2 separate regions of the Triticum aestivum genome follow, and region 2 is linked to region 1. Evidence: chromatin contacts called from public Hi-C data. All regions are on one chromosome and are shown on one strand. The core of a region is the stretch at or near the end of the contact, and the rest is flanking DNA. Distances in the headings are between cores, read along the strand shown. Region 1 holds the start of LOC123182222 (microtubule-binding protein TANGLED1). Region 2 holds the start of LOC123182226 (PRA1 family protein A1).

Region 1 (3,267 bases), core at 321-2,820:
TTATATATACCTATATTCCAAAAAACTAATTTCACTTGAAAAAATTGCAAACAACGAATTTGATTTTTTTTAAACTCTGTGTAAAAATATAGCTTAATAAACATAATGCTGATCAGAGTCAATAAAAAAAATTGACTTTTAAAAAATTCGCACGTGTTTCAATATTTTCTGTCAATTTATTAAAATATTGATCCAATTTTAAAAAAATTAGTTAGAAAACATATATTTTGTAGCATTCAGAAAAATGCATTTTATATTTTTAAAAAAATCACACATATCAAAAATATGTGTATTTTAAAATATTTCATCATGCATTCGGAAAATGGTTTGACACATTAAAAAAAAGAAACATTTATTTGAAAATAATAATTATCATGTGTATGAAAATAATACCAAAACTATATAAATAAATTAGATATATACCAAAAGTGTACGATGCATTTGAAAAAAATAGACATCAAAACATGTATTTCAAATAATGTGCATCACTTATTTATTTTTGAAGTAGACATCAAAACATATATTTGAAAATATGTTATCATGTATTTGAAAAATATTACATATGTATAAACTGTACAATGTGTATGAAGAAAATGCTGACATGTATTGAAATAAAAAAAATACAAAAACTGATAAACTAGAAACCCAAGGAGTACCAAGAAACGCAGAAAACCAAAATAAAATAAAATTAAAACTAGTATAAAACTAAAATAGAAAAAAATTAAAAATAGTGAAAGCCGTAAATGAAAACACAGCAAAAGAAAGAAAAGGAAAAAAATAGTAAAAGCCAAGCCAGTTGGTCTGAAAAAAACACTATACAATGCCCGAGCGGGCATTCGCTACAACAACCCATGTGAGCGAACGCGCTAACCAGAAACCTGATTGCTAGGCCGACCCATACACACAAACCAGTCGATTTAGTGACCACAGTATTTAAGATGGATGTAAAATTGTGCAAGATTAGTTAATCACATGATGATTGGTACTCCCTCTATAAAACATTCGAAACTGCCTAGCGTACGATGATTTTTCATACGATTTTCATACGACAAGACACAGGCATGTTTTCCGAGGTTTGGGCCCACACCATGAGATGAGTCTGGTCGTACAAAAATCGTAAGAATTTCTGTCGTACGTATAACAGCTCTCTAAAACATTATAAGAGCCCGACCCACACTTTTATATTTTTTTACGAAGGGAGTAATTCAGACTGTATCAAACATTTCTTGCCAAACCTTAACAGCCGCAATCTTTGGCAAACTTGAAAGAAGAAGAAAACGGCACAGTCCTTGGCGAAATTGAAATCCCAACCACATTATTTCCAATAATTTATTTTTCGCTGCAAAATCAGCTGGCCCGGCCCCTGTGCAAAATTGAAATCCCAACCATATTTTTCACTGCCTTTATTTGGAATGCGTACACTTATTAGCTGGCCCGGCCAGATATCAATTCCCATCACGTGGCAAAATTTCCGTATGTACACGGTAGGGTGGGCCCCGCTGCGCTTATTACGCGACCCAGCTGTGCCGCTCAAGAAAGTTCCGTCCCCCCCTCAGTTACTTCCCCCGAGACTCCAAGAGCGAACTAGCCGTTGGGCCGGGGCGACCGTTACCAGTCGTCCGTCTCTGCTCTCTACAAACCCGCACCTGCTGCTCATCATCAGCCCCCTCGCTCACCGCCCAGGCCAGGCAGCAACCGCCGCACGACCACCATGGTCGCCAGGAGCCCCAACGCCAAGCCGGACCGGCAGACGGCGGCCGCCGCCGCCGCCGCCGCCGCGCTCAACCCCGCCCTCGTCAGGGAGACCCTCAAGAAGGTAAGGAGCATGCAGGATCTCGATTTCATCAAGTTTTGGGGAGAGGTTGTGGCACGGGTCTTGATGGATTTGATGGGTTTGGGGGCGCGCGCGCAAGCAGATGGACCGGTGCATGGCCCGGCTGCAGGAGCTGCAGTACACGGTGGCCGGCGGCGCCAAGGTCGTCTCCGGGGTCAGCCTCAGCCCGCGCAGCACCCGCGGCTACCTCCGCACCAGCATCCGCTGCAAGCAGGAGACCGTCAGGCAAGTCCCTCTCTCTGTCCACTCTGCCGCCCGGCCCCAACCGGGATGGTTCGATCTCTGCTTTCGCTGACGTTGCGGTGCGCGAATTGATGTCTTGGCAGGATGAGGGGGACGCCGGCGCGGAGCGGATCCCCCAAGGGCAAGTTCGGCGGCGGCGAGGGCGCGGCCCAGTGGCGCCGGATGTCGCTGCCGGCGATGCTCCTCGGCGAGACGGTGCTGGAGATCGTCCAGGCCAGCCAGTTCGCCCGGGACATCGTGGCGGTCGCCGATCCGCCCAAGACCCCGATGCCCGTCGCGAGGACCAGGAAGGCCACCGCGGAGCAGACGCCGCTCCGGGCCCGCCGCGCCAAGGAGAAGCAGAGCCAGCGCGGCACGGCGGGGGCCGAGGCCGGCACGCCGCCGTCGCGCGCGCGCGTCCGCTCCCGGATACAGTTCAAGCCCACCTCGCCACTCGGCCGCCCGTCACTGTCGGCGGCGAACAGGGTGTCCCCCAAGAACCGGCCTTGGGGCAGGAAGACGGTGATGTTCCCCAACCCAACATTCGTCGCTCCCGCCTCCTCCACCGCGTACGCCTCGCCGTCGGCCACAAAGAAACAGAAGCGGTCGAACAAGACTCGGTCCCCTGTCAAGGCCGCGCAGACGCCGCACAAGTTCCTGGTCAAGACGCCTCCGAGTGCTCTTGGGTCCAAGCTGAAAAGCCATGGCAAATTGCTGCCTAATTCAAGACCCGTCGCCGTGTCGCCGCCAGGGAAAGCACAGGCGGCGTCCGGAAAAACCCGGCGGTGCTCGTTCTCGCCGTCCAAGTTGGCCACAAGGCTCGTTTCACCAATAAAGGCGAGGTTATCCTTCATCTCGCCAATGAAATCGAGGACGTCGTCGCTGAGGTGCCGCGACGGCGGCGGCGTCGGCGGCAGCATGATGAGTGGGCTCAAGCAGCGACCCATCGTCAACTTGACGGCGCGGACTGTCAGGATATCATCTTGATGCGAGGCGATCAATTTAATCGTGGTGATCTTCAGCGTCTTGCGAAGATGAGCTCTGCTATACTAAAAAATTGTGTGCCACGAAGAGAAACTCTGAAACTGTACATGGGTTAGTGATCTATCTATATGGATCCGTTACATTTCGTTGGATCTTGGGAGTACTTGATCTTGTCTGGATAGTAGTTTTAATCTGGATCTTGTTGGTTTGATCAACCAAACAGTAGC
Region 2 (3,267 bases), core at 266-2,765, 550 kb before region 1:
AAAACTGAGTTACAAGCACAATGCAAGGAAAGCTATTAGTTAAGTACTCATATACCTGTCATTAAGAAAAGCAATGCTGAATCCAGTCATAAAAGCTGCAAGAATAGCAACTGGCTTCCAAAGGAAACCCAACCCTTCATATATAAAATGGAAACATGTCAAAACCAACCAAAAAGCAGGAAGATAAATAATCTTCAAATCATTCATTGCTTACCAAGAATGAACATGATCAAGATGAAATAGTTTGTCCTGTAGCTGTAGATCAAACAGAAGTTGAAAAAAGAACTTCAGCAAATGACAAAAACGAAGCCATATAAACCATGTCTTCAAAATAAACTTCCACAATGCTAACTTCATGAATTAATACTACTTTGGCAAGCATACTACTCCCTCCGTCCCAAAATAAGTGTCTCAACTTTGCACTAGCTCTAGTACAAAGTTGTAATAAGCTTGAGACAATTATTTTAGGACGGAGGGAGTAGTTAATATTTATCAGAATAATTATCCTTTTTTTTCATCTCACCAGCTCACCTAAGTTGAATCGAGCCCATATTTATACCGCTTTGCATCTAGAATCTGAATTCCACATGTTTTAAGTGAAAAAAATTAAAGTCTTGCTCTCATCTCACAGATCCAAGGATTCCAGCAAGAAATATCCAACATGATGCCTTCAACGTAAGTAGTGAAACTACATGGGAACCAAGCTACCTGCTACTCCTATGCACACTCTTAGCGACTAACATCGCAGTATACAATTGACATGCACATCTGTGCTCATCGAATTCTCTATTCAAACCTCTTAGCGCTGTTGATAAATATATTCTGAAGATCTTGAGAGATTTATCTACACTAACAGAAGGGCTATCAGAAGGAGTCTGAAGCACACGCATATGTCCTACCCTATTCCATTGCTGGGAAACACTGATGACCCTATCCATTCACCAATCAACTCAAAACACGCACAGATCCCGTGGAGCCACTCAAAACCTCGCCACGCCAGCACAAATCCCTGGCGAATTCGCCCAAACTTGTATCGGCCAGCCGGGTTGGCAGACAAATCGCGGATGCGCCGCCGGAGACGGTAAGACGAGTTAGAGGGGGGGAGGAGGCGGGTCGTACTAGTAGAGGTTGCACTTGAGGCGGCTGGTCCACTTGGAGTAGGAGCGGGGGACGGTGAAGCGGGAGAAGAACTCCGGGACGGGGCGCGGCGGCGTGGACCAGTCCACCTCCCGCAGCGCGGCCACCAGGTCCTCCGCCGTCACCGCGCTCCAGTCCATCGCCGATCCAATCCGCCCCGATGCCTCGGCTAGCGGGCGAACCGAAACCTGGCGGTCGGTCGGGCGGGCGGGCGGGTGAGACGGGCGGCGGGTCTCGGCGGGGACGGGGGCTGTTGGGTCGTGCGGGAGAGAGTTTCCTCGGCTTCGCTTCGATTTGGGGATTTTGGGAAGGAAGCTTTGCCGTGTCCGGAGAGGAGGAGGAGAGGAGAGGTCAGAGGACAGCAGAGATGCGTTTGCCCTCTGGGAGCGCTTTTGGGTGCTTTCCTTGGTCCGGCCTGGGAAAGCCGTTAAGGGACTGTTGGGCTATGCTACTGGGCCACCATCCGTCGGCCCGACAGAGTGAGGTCTCGTTTCTTTTCCCCTAATAAAAAGCGTATAAAAAAAAGAGCATATTTCTCAACTGTAAAGACAGCAGCATATTTATCTCCTCCTTAAAAAAAGAGAGGCAAATACAGAGTGCGGCGGTGCAGAGGCCGGGCTCCATTGAGCCCGTTTTGCCAAAATAAAATGAAAATATACTTAAAAGTTTCAAAAAAATATCAATTTTTTATACAAATACATATGCATGTTCGTCAAGTAGGTAAAAAGTTTCATCATGTAATTCAATTATTTGCATGCTACACAAAAAAGAGAAATATCTGGCCTAAAAACAACAAAGATAAAGCCTATTTAATCTGTGTATTTATCTTTTTCGTATACACTACATGAGAACATATATGTTCATAAAATTTTATACACGTATAATACTAATACATATGTATGTATATACTTTTTTCAGATTTTTTCAATATGTGGAAATAGTATTTTCGCTGAAAAAAAAGAGCTATGTGGAGCTCGGTCTCTGCGTTGCTTTTTTGGGCAAATACACCGATAATACATCAGGCTGAACAGGATGGTCACTCTGGTGCTTAAAATTGAAAAATACATGAAACTGACGGTTAAAATTGTTTCCCGATGCAAATACGATGCAACTCCAGTTTATAGACGCAGGAAGCGTCTATGTGGTGGCGTGCCAACGTGGTACCTGGCCCACTGTTAGTGACTGAAGCATCACATGTGTGCAAAAGAAAAACTGAATTAGTACTAAATTTGGTATAAAAAAAAAGGTGAAACACCACTACATCTCTATGACTGTGCGATCCCACGCGTAGGAAAATGATACGAAGGATAATTCGTGTGAAAAATACACACCACAGTGAATCAAACCCATGACCTCGAGCAGTCCCACCTATGGCGCAAGCCACAAGATAGTGAGCGTCACAATCAAGAATCATTTATCATTGATTGCAATTTTTTTATTGATGGCTTGCCAAGCTAACCATGTAGATAACGCTTCATGTGCATTTAGGATAGAAATACGGTCAGTGCTGCCCATTTTTGTGCAACAAGGATAAACACGGCTAATCCCGACCATTTTTTATACGTTAGATCTTTTTTCCTTTTTACTAGTTTTCAAAAAATTGTGTAAATTATAATGACAATAGTAAAAAATAAGTTAGAATATTCATGTGCTATACTAATATTGTACTATAATAATAATAACAATACCGGTGTTTCTAGGTTTTTGACTTTTTTACTGCCTACTATTGAAAAATTGCGTGGGTATCACAACATCTGTAGGTTGGTTTACTCCAGAAATTTTTTGATACATGTCCCACCACTTGCCGCATATCTCACTCACATGCCACTCTTCGCAAGACATCATCGACCATTTTCTCCTAAAGAAAAAATAGTTCTTCTCGACGCCCCCCCCCTCTCCTGATCCCCTTTCCTTCCCTCTTCCTCCACTCCACCCTATAATTTAGATCGAACTCCACCTATAGGAGGCCTCGAGCTGGGGCCGAAGTTGGGCTATGTGCTGCCGAGGAGCATCACCGAGTTCCGCGCCAAGGGTGACAGTGCATGATTCCTTCAGTACCCTTGGTAGGGTACCTAGTATGGTTGGAAGTCCCAGATCAGAGGTCACACAAGGGTTTTACTCAGGTTTGGG

What was found. Hi-C and Micro-C count contacts between places; a contact is called where the count stands out from the background.
Region 2: a contact with region 1 is called in a Hi-C map of leaf, with 6 times the contacts expected there. The contact joins the promoter of LOC123182226 here to the promoter of LOC123182222 in region 1. A contact is called at or near these places in 2 of 5 Hi-C or Micro-C datasets (both in leaf).

Annotation. Positions count from the first base shown.
Region 1 is chr1D:381,072,569-381,075,835 of IWGSC CS RefSeq v2.1, reverse strand. LOC123182222 (microtubule-binding protein TANGLED1) reads left to right here and starts at 1,570. Exons shown (of 3, transcript XM_044594727.1): 1 at 1,570-1,816; 2 at 1,917-2,059; 3 at 2,161-3,267. The coding sequence starts at 1,712. The coding sequence ends at 3,043.
Region 2 is chr1D:381,626,584-381,629,850 of IWGSC CS RefSeq v2.1, reverse strand. It overlaps LOC123182226 (PRA1 family protein A1), which reads right to left and starts at 1,515. Exons shown (of 7, transcript XR_006492069.1): 1 at 1,120-1,515; 2 at 215-255; 3 at 56-134.